Linked DNA regions of Bos taurus: region 1 is linked to region 2. Evidence: chromatin contacts called from public Hi-C data. All regions are on one chromosome and are shown on one strand. Each heading gives the region's core, a stretch centred on a gene start, on an enhancer-like site or on the middle of the called end of the contact. The rest is flanking DNA. Distances are from core to core; before and after follow the strand shown. Region 1 overlaps ATP9A (ATPase phospholipid transporting 9A (putative)). Region 2 overlaps LOC112449352 (a long non-coding RNA gene).

What was found. Hi-C and Micro-C count contacts between places; a contact is called where the count stands out from the background.
Region 1: a Hi-C map of liver shows a contact between it and region 2, with 3 times the contacts expected there. The contact joins two enhancer-like sites. A contact is called at or near these places in 5 of 11 Hi-C or Micro-C datasets (blood, liver, skeletal muscle and 2 more).

The regions. Positions count from the first base shown.
Region 1 is chr13:79,427,271-79,434,207 of ARS-UCD2.0, forward strand. It overlaps ATP9A (ATPase phospholipid transporting 9A (putative)), which reads right to left. Exons shown (of 28, transcript XM_025001333.2): 28 at 6,419-6,937. Among named protein-coding and RNA genes, the nearest start is that of NFATC2, 29 kb to the left of the region's middle. Within about 2 kb of position 5,176, at least 18 of the 102 cell types and tissues checked have an H3K27ac peak or open chromatin away from gene starts, as enhancers often do. A contact at or near this core is called in liver, where this site is marked.
Region 2 is chr13:79,216,545-79,224,406 of ARS-UCD2.0, forward strand. LOC112449352 (a long non-coding RNA gene) reads left to right here. Exons shown (of 3, transcript XR_009497052.1): 2 at 1-7,862. Among named protein-coding and RNA genes, the nearest start is that of NFATC2, 180 kb to the right of the region's middle. Within about 2 kb of position 5,502, at least 11 of the 102 cell types and tissues checked have an H3K27ac peak or open chromatin away from gene starts, as enhancers often do. A contact at or near this core is called in liver, where this site is marked.

The DNA of each region.
Region 1 (6,937 bases), core at 3,926-6,425, 210 kb after region 2:
CCCTGCTGCTGTGGAATGGGAAACCGGCGCAGCCGCTCTGGGCACAGTTTGGCAGGGCTTGGCTTTTCTGTTTTTTTGCAGAATTGACACACGTTATATACTAGAAAATATAATAGAAGTTACACACCCCCATATGGTGTATAATTAATGTTTTAGTGTAGGTACAACCATCATCACAATCGAATTTTAGAACATAAGACACCCATTAAAAGTCACCCCCACCTTCCGACCGTCTTTCTGTCTTTAGAGAGTTGCCCCTTCTGGACTTTCCATATAACTACGGAATCACACAATCTGTGGCCTATGAAAGTGAAAGTCGCTCAGCTGTGTCCTGTTTGCAACCCCATGGACTTAGCAGTCCATGGAAATCTCCAGGCCAGAATACTGGAGCCGGTAGCCTTTCCCTTCTCCAGCGGATCTTCCCGACCCAGGGATAGAACCCAGGCCTCCCGCATTGCAGGTGGATTCTTTACCAGCTGAGTCGCCAGGGAAGCCCAAGAATACTGGAGCGGGTAGCCTATCCTTTCTCCAGCGGATCTTCCCGACCCAGGGATCGAACCCAGGCCTCCCGCATTGCGGGTGGATTCTTTACCCGTTGAGCCACCAGGGAAGCCCAAGAATACTGGAGTGGGTAGCCTATCCTTTCTCCAGCGGATCTTCCCGACCCAGGAATTGAACCACGGTCTCCCGCGTTGCAGGCGGACTCTTTACCAGCTGAGTCACCAGGGAAGCCCAAGAATACTAGAGTGGGTAGCCTATCCTTTCTCCAGCGGATCTTCCCGTCCCAGGAATTGAACCAGGGTCTCCCGCGTTGCAGGCGGACTCTTTACCAGCTGAGCCGCCGGGGAAGCCCTGTGTGGCCTGTAGTGACTGGTGTATTTCAGTCGGCAGTGTTCTCGAGGTCCACCAGGTCGTGCCGTGTCAGAGCCTCGCTCCTTTTTAAGGCTGGATAGCATTCCCTAGCGATGGACACACTACGTCTCGTTCACCCGTTCATCAGCCGATGGACGGCTGGAGTGCTTCCCCTTTATGGCGCCTGTGAACAGTGCTGTGAATACTTGTGTTGTTCGGTGGCCCGGCTTCAACCGTAGTCTCTTTCAACGACACTTTTCTCATCTGCAAAATGAGGGTACCACCACCTCCCGATCACAGAAGCAGGAACAGGTGGGAAAGCACTTTCAACCGTAAAACGCCACAACACAGCAAGGCCCACTTTTTTCGCGTCCGGTTCCTGAATCTTCCAGAGCTCACTCTTAAAACTCGGGGACCACCACGCTGTAAATCAGCTACATCCCAATAAAAACAAAAAACAACAGCTCGATGACTTAACGCCACCGAACCGTACACTTTAAAAGGTTTAAAATGGTACACTTTGGGTAAGTTTTACCACCACAAAAAAGCAAACTCAAAGTCACAAAGGTTTATGGAACCCTCGCCACGGGCCAGGTCCTGGGCTGGCTGAGGACGAAACCGGAAGTCAGTCCCTCCCGAGCCGCCCCTCCACGACCCTCAAGAGCCCAGCCCAGGAGGAAGCACCCCAGCATGGGCTCCCGTCACCCACTCCCCTTCACTTCTCTCAAGTCTCCTGGTTTATTTTTTCAAACTCAAGCAGATTTTGCCCTCTGCTCTATTAATCTGTTTTCATGTTAAAAAAAAATGTGTTAAATGACTTGCCAATCCAATGACTGATCCACTCTCATTCTCCACCCCAAGTTGCTGAGTCTGTAGAGCCTGGGGGACATCCTCTTTGGCTCCATCTACCCCCAGTCCTGCAGGGGTGTGAGCCCCGGGCAGGGATGTCCAGGTCAGCCCCGCGCAAGGCGGGCAGGTGGGCGTCCTATGCCGAGTACTGCGTCTTGGAAGGAGTGGGTCGGGGAAGAGGGGCCGCTCAGAGCAGGGCCTTCTGAAGGGAAAGCACCTGTGAAGTCAAGGAAGGCGTGGCGAGAGTCAAGGCGGGATATGACCTCTGTGCCCAGAGTCTGAAATCTTTCAAAACCTCTATCCACACAGGTGACCTCAAGGTTGGGAAGAAAACATGCACAGTAGCCCATTTCTGTGAAGGACTTGGAGCTTGGAAGAGACACCCAATCCTCTATCTGTAGCCCGCCCTCCGCTTGGAATGAAGACCACAGCTGTGTCCTGAGCCTCGAGGCTGGCCTCACAGGTGGGGCTCCCATTCCTAATAGCAGGCAAGGAACTGAAGCTCAGAGAACTTAAGGCATCAGCCTCGGTTCACTCAGTAGGTGTGGGGATGGGTATTCGGGTCTGTCTCATCCCAGCTGTGTCCAGGGCATGGTGCCCTTTGCTGCCCGCCCCCCCACCGAATTCCAGCCCATCCCCTGAAAGGCCGTTGCATTCATTCTCCTCCCGCCCACCATCAGGCCCAGAAGAAAGGTGGTGTTTCCCCTGGTGTCTCTCAAGCATGAAGCTGTTTTGGAGCGGGAGTCTCCACGTCTGCATCAGGCTGCCTGGCGAGCGGGTTTTTTTTTTTTTTTCTGGCTTGATTTTCTTTAATTCTGGTGGTGATGAGCTGCCTAATAAAATTATGCTAAGTTATGTGCATAGCGAGCAGCATCTTACACTCTAATTACTGGCCGCATCTTTGAAGAATTCCTGTGCAACTTCCAGGCTAATCAGCTCACCTCTTTTCTTGGGTCTGATTAGTCGTGTGGGCCGAGGGGAGCCCCCACCCTCAGCCCCACTCGAATCAGCAGGGCTCTGGATGTTGTTAGCTACTCCAATTGCCTTTTAAAAAATCTGTTTCACATAAAGGGACAAATGAGAATGAATATTTGCCCATCTTTAAGACACTAACTACATTCTTTTCCACAGCCTGTTTCTCGTTATTATTTCTTTCTTCAGGAGGAATTTGAACACAGCCTGGGTTCCCGCACGCAGTTCATGACTGCAAAGGGCTTCCTCTTCGAAATCCAGCCCAAATGGGCACACTCAAGAAATGCGGCAGCTTCAGAGAACGTGACCCAGTTAAGTCCCTTCTACTGGTTCTTCCTTCAGCCTCACCTTCTCCATCAGGGGTGGCCGGCTTTCCAGGGCTTGCCTGACAACAATCAGCTCTGCTCACAGCACCCCAGGCGGGGCTGAACAGAGACCCTTTGTAGTATTTGCTGGAAAAGCAAGAGGAAACTTCAGCCAAGGACCAGCTTCTTCTCCCCCTTATGTAAGAGTTAGTGTTGCTCATGCCAGTGAAGTCATGCAGAAAGTCGGCATGGGCGAGGGCTGACTCCAGTGGGAATGGTCTCACCGGAACCCCCTTGGAACACAGAGGTGGAGACAGAGACAGGCAGGGATGGGTCAGTGGGCCCCTCGGACACAGTTCAGCTTCTGACACACTCACGAGCCAACTTTAACACGCTTGCTTGGTTCTCATAGCACTCAGTCTGGATGCCATGGACGGGGGTGGGGGGCACATCTGCCTCCCCGCCCTCATCTCAGCACCCTGGCCATGCGCCCTCTTTTCTGCTCCTCCAACACACTCAGCCTTTTCAACCCCAGGGCCTTTGCACACCCTGCTACTTGAACACCACTTCCCCCAGTTCCTTTCCTCCCATCCTTCAGGCTTCTGTGCCAGCAGTCCACCCCGAAGGGCTCTTCTCTGACCCATCACTTCCTCTCTCCTTACTTATACCAGATCATCCCTCTGTCTCCCCTTCGCCCTGCTTTCTTTAGAGGACACTGGAGTCTGTATCTGCATGTCCCATGTCTCCCACACAGAAGACGATAATCATTACGAGGGCAGGGATTATCCATCTTGTTCTCCCCTGTGCCTCCAGCCCAAAGAACAGTACCCAGCACATAGTAGGTGCTCAGTAAATATTTAGCAAAAGAATGAATTAAAATATCAGTATATTCCACACAACTCTGATCCCTCATTTTTGGATTCGGCAATCTTTCTGGAAGGAAGTAAAATAATATATATTCCTGGGTTTATCTAGACCCAATAAAAGGGGGAAAAAAAAAAAAGTTCTTAAATCTCTTGGAAACACCAAACTCCCGACGTAAGCAAAAGAACCTGCAGGTTGAGTTCCAAGATATGAGACCTGGCTGGTCACTGAACGTACGTTGTGGGGCTGGGGACTTTACATATGATCCAATTACCCCAAATTTTAAGGCAAATCCATTTCAAAATCAAAACCTCAATATGGAAAGTGGAGTGTGGCTTTACTCTGGCATGCCTATGAGAAGGCAGGCTTTCTGAAAAGATGCTACGTTGTAGATAACTCATCCACAAAAGGCGGGGGGAAGGGAAGGGGAAAAACCCCAGGATCGGGTGTCTTTCTCTGCTAAAGCTTCAGATGAAAACCGATCCGGGAGTGCGTGACCCTCCAAAAATCTGCCAGCCCCCAAAGTACTTAAGTTACCCCTCCGACCACAGCCACATGGAGAACGAAATTAAATCCCACGGAAAGATTTGACTTTTTTTTTTTTTTTAACATTATGCAATGTTTGGATGAGAAAAGGGAAGGGGGGAATATTAGAAGGAAAAAAAAAAAACAACAAACTCATCTTTTTCCCAGAGTTTAGCAAAGCTATTTCTAGCTTTTAACGATACATCTCACCATCACTTCATGGGCAGTTTTGAGAGGCGAGAAGGCGGGACGCTCTGTTATGTAACCCATTTAAAGTAGGAAATTAGCAAGTCCTGAATGAATTCTGTTACTGTGCTCCGACTTGTGGAAAGTCTGGAGCGACTACAGTTCTATTTTGAGGTGAGCAAATCCATCATTTACAGATCAGCTCACAAATACCGCAGGGTTTCATGTCACCCTGAAAAGTTTCATAACAAAAACAGCTAAAGTACTTGGGGTGATGGAACATTTCGTCTCTAAACCTTATTAGCCCGAAGAGCAGCGAGGAGGGCAAGGCTTCCCAGTTGCCAATTATTCAAAAATGCAAATATACGAGATCAAATAAATATTCATCTCACCCTGCTCCCATCTTGCTGGGTTGTTTTTTTTTTTTTTTTCAAGCTAAGTCCAGCAAAACAGTCCGGTCAACAACATAAAAAGAAATGTCTGTTTTTAAGGGAGCCGTTGGCCATGAAATAAAATTCTGAAGCTATGAAAGCAGCATCTTGAAACAACAGTCGGGTATGGAGGGCCCGGCGGGCTGGTGAAAACAGGAAATAGAAAGGTCTTTTGATCCTCAGGTGCCCTCTAGCGGCGCGGCGGGAGCAGTGCCTGCACGGTCATGGAATTTCACAGCAGGCAAGTGTGGTCTGAAGCCTTTACATCGACCGCACGCGGTTAGGAAAAGTACCGTCCCTCTGCCCTGGAGCGCATGCGTCCCCCATGGGCCCAGGGAGCCGCCGCTGACGGGGGCACAGCTAATGTACAATCCCCTCTCTAATCCGTAAGCTGAGAACGGCCCTTTCAGCTGACAGCCAGCGAGAGGACACCAGCAGCCTGCACTGCTAAGAGCTGCTAATTAAAACATTTGGCCCGTTGGATGCTAACCGGCTTCTTGAGACAAGGAGTTTATACTGCTGGGCTCCTCTGGAAATGAAGGCTCCTACAGAGGGCAGAACTGACGTGTGCAGGATGCGCATGGGTTTCTCAGCCTCAACACTTCGGACGCTGGGTTGGGTGATCCTCTGTGGTGGGTGGGCTTGCCCGGTGACATGGAGGGTGACCTGCAGCGTCCCTGCAGGGTCCTCGCCGGATCCCAGCGGAGCACACCCCCCAAGCTGTGACAACCAAAAATGACTTCAGACATTGCCCATGTCCCCTGCAGGACAAAATCGCCCCTGGTTGACAAACATGTTGAATGAAACACAATGTCCTCTGCATTCTACACAATAGCTTCAAAACCTCTTTTCCCTAAAACTTAAGTGACTGTGATCCTGAATCTTCTGTCACTTAACAAAAGGTGGTTGGTTGGTTGCTCAGCTGTGTCTGGTTCTTTGTGACTCCATAGACTGTATGTAGCCCGCCAGGCTCCTCTGTCTATGGGATTTTCCGGGCAAGAATACTGGAATGAGTTGCCATTTTCTCCTCCGGGGGATCTTCCTGACTCAGGGATTGAACCCATGTATTCTGCATCAGCAGGCGGATTCTTTACCACTGAGCCACCAGGGAAGCCCCCAATAAAACATACTCAAAGCAATCAAAGACTGTGGGTATAAATAAAATATGAATCATGAATGTTTGCCTTTTTTAACAGAGATCATTTTTTAAAGTTCTAACATGTCTGGAATAGGCAACAGTACAGAATAATAAATAATGCATGGATTTGTGGGGTTTTTTTTTTGCTGAAATTGAGATAGTTCTTTACCCAGAGAAAAAGCTCTTTACTTTCTATGTACCACAAGACACACACAAAATAGCATTCTCATAAAAAGCTCTCATTCTGACACCAGAATTTCATGTTTCCGCACAAATTAAAATGATCCCCGAAGGCATAAAGTACACAAGCTTTATTGGGCAACAGTAACGGGCCACGCTGGCACACAATGAAAACAGAACCGTTCAGAATCACGCAGGATCACATGTGTGTCATCACGGGATCAAGAATGTAAATCATCTGGGAGTTTCTGCTAAATTCAAGTTCTGTACCAGAGCTCCTCTCTAATCAAAAAACGCTGTCCTGGTGAATATCTGCCGTGAGGGTTACAGATAATCTACTAATGAGGAAGTCAAGGAGCCCTAGAGGAATTCAGTCAGACCCATGACAACAGAGCAATAAATGAGCCACAATTTTTTTTTTTTTTTTGCAAATACCATGCCCCCTCCCCAGCTGCCCCCCAACAAATACAATATTCACAGACATTGCCCAGCAACACCGACAGACAGTGCCTCCAGCCACACTGTGATGGAGAAGACCAGACTCCGGGCGCAAGGTGCTGGCTGGAGAAGATCCTGCAAATCCCCGAGCGCCGCCACACCGCCCCCGTGCTACTGGGTTGCACACAAAAGCGTAA
Region 2 (7,862 bases), core at 4,252-6,751:
CCGCACGGCCCGAGGGGCGCGGGGGGCGCGGCCTCAGTCAAACTTGGGGTGCCGTCCCCCATCCGCTCCCCGGAAAGCGCGCTGACCTGGGGCCAGCCGGGGGCGACAGGGACGCTTGTCACCGTCGTGGTCGTCGTCATGCGACGCCGGCCGCTATTACTGAGTCATCACAGACCACGCGGTTCTCACGGAGCTGTCTGTTCTAGCAGCGTCCTGCCAGGCAGGCACCCCTGGAGTTTGTGGTCTGAGTGGCATTGTCGGGTGCTTCTCAGGAGCTGGGAGGTCAGAGTGGAAGGTCAAAGCCCCTGACCCACTTGGGCAGGGCTATCTGGTGGCAGAATCGGAGGTCCCGTTAGGAACACAGAGCCCAAGGCAAAGCCTGCTCAGCCCCGTGGGAGAAGCTCTGAGCCGGTGAGGTGGCAAAGGGGTGGTCAGAGGTGGTGAGCAGGGCGTGAGTGGGGTTCCAGGTCAGCGGTGATAGGAGAGGGGAGGAGGTTGGCTACACGGGCTGGGGAGCAGCAGAAAGCTGAGGCTGACCAAGGTCAGTTGCGTGCTCGCATGCTCAGTCATGTCTGACTCTTTGAGACTTCATGGACTGTATGTAGCCCGCCAGGCTCCTGTGTCTGTGGGATTTTTCCATGGTAAAAATACTGGAGTGGGTTGCCATTTCCTTCTCCAGGGGATCTTCCTGACCCAGGGATCAAACCTGTGTCTCCTGCATTGGGAGGCAGATTCTTTACCCCTGAACCCCTGAACACAGTCTTGGTTCTGATTATCTGCTGTCTACTCTGTGCCACGTGGTCTGTGCAGACAGGTGGGCATGAGACCTCCATCCCCCAGGGCCTGCAGGCTGTTGGAAGGGACCAGACTGGGAGCGGTCACCTCCAACCAGGGGGCTCTGGGAAGCTCCCGGTGAGGGGCCGCCATGGCCTTGGGCAGGGTGGGGGTGGGGGCCTGCACAGGATGGGGGCAAGCGCCTGTGTGTTTAGCTGAGAGACACACCTGGGGGGAAGACGGTGGCTGCATTTGGCAGGGGTGTGGGCTGAGGGAAAGGGGGGATTCCAGGGGCTCCAAAAGGCGGGATAGAAAATACTGTGAAGGTCTGCTCATGGCAGCAGTGGTGACTGGCACAGCCGGAGAGGCCTGGCGTCCGGCACCCCTGCCCAGGGAGAGGCAAGTGCCCCAGGCCTGGAGCGCTGAGCTGACCGCCCACCTGTGGGAGCAGCTCCTCGGATGAGACCCCTAGTGTCTGTGTCCTGAGAGGCCTTCCTGTGAGGTGCTTGAGCGTCAGTGAACTGGCGGCTAGTGATCAAGAATCCACCTGCCAATGCAGGAGACACGAGAGACGCGGGTTCGATCCCTGGATGGGGAAGATCTCCTGGAGGAGATGGCAACGCACCCCAGTCTTCCTGCCTGGACAGTCCCATGGATGGTGGAGCCTGGCGGGCTTCAGTCTGTGGGCGAAGCTTCGGGCCCGACTTAGCAACTAAACAGCAACCGTGTTTCTTGTGGGTGGCCTGTGTGTTTCTTTCCCGGGGCTGCTATAAAAAATTGCCACAAACTCACTAGCCTAAAACAACCAAAATCTGTTTTCTTTCAGACCTGGAGGCTGGAAGTCCAAAATCAAAGTGTCCGCCAGGCCACGGTCCCTCTGGCAGCTCCAGGGGCTCCTTGGCTCGTGGCAGCCCAGCCCTGGTCTCTGCCCCCGTCTTCACGAGGCCGTCTCTGGGTCACTCTGCCTTTTCCTCCTCTTAGCAAGACACTCGGCACTGGGTTTAGGCCCCACCCCCACCCCCAGATAATCCAGGATGACCTTGAGGTCACTGATAATGCCAAGGACGCTTTTTCCAAACAAGGTAACCTTCACAGGTTCCTGGTGGACACTCGTGGGGTCTGAGGCGTGCATGCATGTTAAAGTCACTGCAGTCGTGTCTGACTCTTTGTGGCCCCATGGACTGTAGCCCGCTAGGCTCCTCTCTCCGTGGGATTCTCGAGGCAAGAACACTGGAGTGCGTTGCCATCTCCTCCTCCAGGAGACCTTCCCGACCCAGGGGTCGAACCTGAGTCTCTTACATCTCCTGCATCGGCAGGCGGGTTCTTTACCTCTAGCACCACCGGGAGGCCCCATTTAACCTGCAACGGTCAGTAAGACCTATTTCCCCCCATTAAGTGGGAGCTTCCTGAGAACGGAAACCGCCTCCCTTCCTTTCTCCCTCCCTCCCTCCCTTCCAGAAATATCAAGGGCCCACCTGCCACGGTCCAGGCACAGTGCTGGGTCCCGGGGAGACTGAAGCAACGCAAACATATCCATTAGCTGCTTTCACAGGGCCAACTTTGCAGCGCGGGAGGCAGACCCAGCAGAAACAAACATTCCCACGGGTTGCAGGTAGAGCTGCAGAGGAAAGCAGGGAGGGGCAAGACTAGCAGGGTTGGGGGCTGGCTAGGGCGGGATGGGTGGACCAGCTTCAACCAGGGAGGTCAGGGAAGGCTTCACGGAAGATGTCACACTTGGGCTGGACCCCAGGTGCTGAGCCGGACCAGGTTGGAAGCATGCCCTCACTTCCTGGCCGAGTGTGATCTTGGCCAGTTGCTGCACCCCTCTGTGCCTCAGTTTCCTCATAGGTAAAGTGCTGGCAGCAATGACACAGTCTCCTGGAACCACCCCGAGGGTTCAGGGAGTGAACCCGTGAGGTTCCTTCACAACCACAGGGTTCCTAGAACTTGCTTCAAAAGCCACAGCTAATCCTGAGGAATAATTAAATGTTAACGTTCTTACTCACAATCAGAGCCAGGCACCACAAATTTTTGTTAATAATTTGAGGAATATTTATTTAAAAAAAAAGACCCTAAAAGTAGTCATCATGCAACATCCTGAAACATCTTAGAGCTCCTTGCGTGCATGCTCAGTGGCTTCAGTCCTGTCCGACTCTGCTACCCCGTGGACTGTAGCCCGTCAGGCTCCTCTGTCTGTGGGATTCTCCAGGCAAGGATACTGGAGTGGGTTGCCGTTTCCTTCTCCAGGGGATCTTCCCAGCCCAGGGATCGAACTCGAGTCTGTTATGTCTCCTGTGCTGGCAGCAGGTTCTTTACCACTAGAGCCACCTAGGAAGCCCCTTAGAGCTCCCTACTCTTTCCTTATCTTACCTCTTAAGAATGGGCTTGTTTGAATCAGGCTGGAGGCTGGGATAAAAACCCTATTTTCTTTAGGGTTGGGGGCTTTAAAGTCTTCAGAGAGGCCTGGCCAGTGTCCTGGGGGCCAGTGTTTTGGGCAGAGCGAGCTGAGTCCTTGGGAGCTTGGGACTGGCTAGTGGAGCTGGGGGCTCCTCCTACAACGTGTTGACGTGGCAGATGGACGGAGGTCAGGCGAAAGGTGGTCCTGGAGTGAGATGCAGAGGAGGGGCAGAGAGGCGGGGGAGAGGGGGGCCTTACAGGAGGCCCAGGGGGAGCCCCGGGCCCCAGGACCAGCATCGCCTCCCGCCTGGGCCTCGGGGACCTGTCCCTCTAGGGGGCAGCAGGGCTCCACCGAGCGTCTCTGCCTCGGGAAGCACTCCTCGTGTTATTAACAGAACGTGCCCCAGTGTCCGCATCAGGGAAATTTCTTCACAGACTTGGCCTTGGCTGGGCCCAGAGGATGTCTCTTTTCACCTTCGGACGTTTGAGGGGGAAGTGCTCATTAGGAAGAAAAGTATTTAATGTCACAGTAACACGTGAACGGTTCCGAAACACAGAAGCCAACAGCTGTACCCACTTAGGGAGCACGTTGGGGTTCCAGCTGGCAGGAGTTCACCCCCCTCCAGCCTGGCCTGGGAAGGAAGCTGGATTTCTAAGACTTGTAATATTCACGGGGAGAAGACGTGCGTTTCCGCACTAGCGTTCGTGGCCAGGTTTGGGTTTTTAGACCCTCCAAACAAACCTCCTTGAGCGGGTCTTCCCCACCCACCTTAGGGGCACCTCGTCCTCTTCCTCTCTTGCTGGGGGAACCAGGACAGCCCCCGGCTGTGTTTTGATGTAACCCTGTGACAGTGTTGATCTGAGGCTCATGGGCAGCACCCCCTCATGCTGTGGCCTCGTGGTCCCATCTGGGGGCAGGGGTTACAGGTACCTGTGTGGGGCACACAGACCTGGTTCAGGTCCTAACTCTGCCACTTCACGCCGTGTGGTCATCAGAGGGGGCCCACCTGGAGCCTCACATCTGGCCTGAAAAACAAGGAGAGCCCTGGCCCACGGTGTAACTGTGATCCGGGCTTCGTTTGGTTCCAGGCACACCCTAACACTCACAGTCACTCAGCCAGCCACCCTACCAGCGCCCACCCACCTGCCCATCCAGCCCCCTGGCCTGACCAGCCGCTTCCCTCTTCCGTGGCTCTCGTCACTCATCTCCATCCCTTCTGTGTCTACGGTTCACAGTCTGTCTCCTGCCAGAATGTGAGCTCTCCCCTGCTGTGTCCAGAACACATCCTCAGCATCAGTAAATACTGTTGAGTACACGTGTGAATGAGTAGGAGCTCTCACCCAGCTACCCAGCCTCCCGGGATGTGCAGTGAGGACGGAGCTACTGAGCAAAGTCTCCAGGTGCTCTGGATGGACCCTGTGAGCAGACCCGAGTAGAAGCACCTGGCCCAGGCACTCACCAGATTCTGGTTCAACAGAACCAGGCATGTTCACATCCCTGGTTGTCGGATTTCCAATGTTGTGCGCAGCTTTTGAGAAAAATACTTACTGATGGTTCATTTTTTCCAAGTCAGGCATTTTATATTTTATTCATGCATTTGTTTTCGGCTGTGTTGGGTCTTCATCGCTGCCCGTGGGCTTTCCCCTCGCTGTGGCGGGCGGGGTTACTTGAGTTGCAGCGCTCGGGCTTCTCATGGCGCTGGCTGCTCTTGTTCGCAGAGCACGCTTCGCATTAAGGTGGGCTCGGTAGTTGTGGCTGCCAGACTAGAGCACAGGCTCGGTAGTTGTGGCACACAGCTTGTTTGCTCCACTGCATGTGGGATCTTCACTGATCAGGGATTGAACCCCTATCTCCTGCATTGGCAGGCGGATTCTTTGCCGCTGAGCCGCCAGGGAAGAAGCCCTGTCTGTGGCTTTATGATACAGTCAGGAGAATCACCACTCCCCGCCCCCCAAAGGGCGGCCACCATTTATACAGACTCACCCAGTGAGGCCCGCGTGGGGTCTTTGCACGTCGAGTGTTTCTGCACACTAGCTGGCGGAGGCCCAGGGAGGAGAACCCTGAGGGCCAGGGAAGTGTGCTCACAGGCCTGTGGAACTGACGCATGGAGCTTAGGACTGTGTCCACTCTCCTGAGCAAAGCCGGTGGGGGCGCTCACTGCGGGAGGAGCTGGCCCGTGGCGGGTAACAGGTGCCCCCCATGGTGGCCAAGAGCCTGGGCTCCTGAGGCGCATGCGTGGACGTGGCCATGAGCCCCAGCTGGGCTGTTTTCCTGCTGGGCGGCCTCAGCAGGCAACTTCACACCTCTGAGCCTCGGTTTCCTGTCAGGAGGGGTGACGGGCGCCAGCCGCCCCGGGGGCCGTGGTGAGAGCATCACAGGCACAGCTCTGAGCACTGTTACTGTGCTGAGTTCAGAGCTGAGCAGAGGAGGCGAGGGAAGCACAGTAACAGCCCCTGAAGACATCCACCTAGAACCTGGAACCCGTGAATGGATGCCACCTCAAGAGGGGGCATTAAGGGTGCAGCTGGAATTAAGCTTGCTAGTCAGCTGACCTCATGACCAGGAGACTGGCCTGGGGGACCCGGGTGGGTCCAGTGGGACCACAAGAGCCCTAAACGTGGATGACCGAGGCTGCGAGGAAGGCTGGGCCTGCCACTGCTGGTGCTGAAGCTGGAGGAAGGGGCATGAGCCAAGGAGTGGGGGTGGCCCCCAGAAGCTGGAAAACGCAGGAAAAATCCTTGAGCTTCCAGAAGGAATACAGCCCTGCCAGCACCTTGACTGTAGCCCAGAGGCTTCTGACCTCCCAAACTGAAAGGCAATAACGCTCCGCTGTTTTAAGGCACATGTTTGTGGCAATTTGTCAGTGCAACGACAGGAATCTCAGAGAAGGGGAAGGAGCCATCCCAGGAGGCAGGCTACAGCCAGGCTTCCCTGGGGGCTCAGTGGCAGACTCGACCTGGGTCTCCCTCCTCGGAGTAGAACTTAGCAGTATTAGCATCAGTTGAAGACCGCTGATGGGGGTGGGGGGGTGGGGGGAGGTTGAAAGCTCATAGAACCCAGGCCCTTTGTAAATGAAAAGACTGTCCAGATCATCAGCATTTCAGAGTGAGGTGTCCCCAGACTTAGTCCTGAGCAATGTTCTGCTCCACATGGCCCCATGGGTCAGCCAGGCAGGAAATGCTGTGGGCACTGCCCACCTTTTAAACAGCCGCGGTACTCTTCGTCTCTGAGAGGTTCTGAGAAGGCCTGCAGCAAAAAAAGCAAGAAAAGCTTTCAAACTCCAACTCAGTGCTTCCAAAGATATCATACCGTAAACCTGCTTCCCCCAGTCTCTTCCCCATGGAACACCTGCTAACAGCTCACGAAGTTTGTGTTTGGTTGGATGGGCTGATCTAATTAAATCGATTCATGAGACAAATGGGGAAATTGAAGCCCAAAGAGGTGGAGGGGCACTGGAGAAGCAGTGCAGCTCAGATGGGAGAACACGGGCTTCGGAGTCAAAGAGCCGGGGCTGTGCAGCTGGGCTCTGCTGCAGCCAGTCCTGTGGCCCTGGGGAAGTCATGCCACCTCTCGGGGCCTCTGATTCCTGATGAGTAAAACGTAGGTAAGAGAGCCTTCTTCGCAGAATTCTGGGAATGACTGTCTCCATCCGTTTGGGCTGTTATAACCAAGTACCATGATGGCGGGGCGGAGTTGGAGGGGGGAGGGGGGAAGATGCTTGTGAACAATAGGAATTGATTTCTCACAGTTCCAGAGGCTGGGAGTCTGAGAGCAGGATGCCAACATGGGCAGGTCCTGGTGAGGACCCTCTTGTGGCCTGCAGACTGCCCACGTCTCCCTGTGTCCTCATGGGGTGGAAGGAGAGCTCTCTGGAGCCTCTTTTGTAAGGGCAATAATCCCCTTCACGAGGGCTCCACCCTCAAGACCTAATTACTCCCAAAGGCACCTCCTAACACCATCACATTGAGGGCCAGGATTTTAGCCTGAGTTTTTGGTCCATGTTCATGGCCCACTGAAGTGGCTGGCGTCCACCTGGCAGGTTGTTAGGGAAGATTAGCTACTACTATTTCTTACAAGTTTCCTGTTGCCACAACAAGTCACCACAAACTTAATGGCTTACATCACAAATTAATTATCTTACATTTCTGGAGGTCAGGAGTCCTAAAGGCAAGATGTCAGCCGGGCTGCTCCTTTTGGAGGCTCCAGAGCAGAATCTGGCAAAATCTGTTTGCCTTTTCCAGTTTCTAGAAGCTTCCTATGTTCCTTGGCTCACATCACTCTGACTTCTGCTTCTGCCACCACAGCTCCTTCTCTGACCTTCCTGCCTCCCTCCTATAAAGGACTCTGTGATGGCAGTGGGTCCACCTAGATCATCCAGGATAATCTCCCAACCCCCAGATTCTTAACATCATCACAGTCACAAAGTCCCCTTTGCCTTATAAGGTGACATAGTCCCAGGTCCCAGGAATCAGGATGTGGACCTCTCTGGGGACCACTGTTCAGCTGACCTCACTCCAGATGCCTGATTTCCTGGCCCTGCACGCCTCCTGCCACCATGGGTTCCCTCTCTCCTTTGCTACAGGCTGGACACCAGAGGAGTGATTTGGTTCTGACCTGGGGTTCTGGTTGAGTCAAGTGCAGGAGGAAGTCTGTGTCCCTCCGAACACCCCCAGCCCTCTCAGGCCATGCT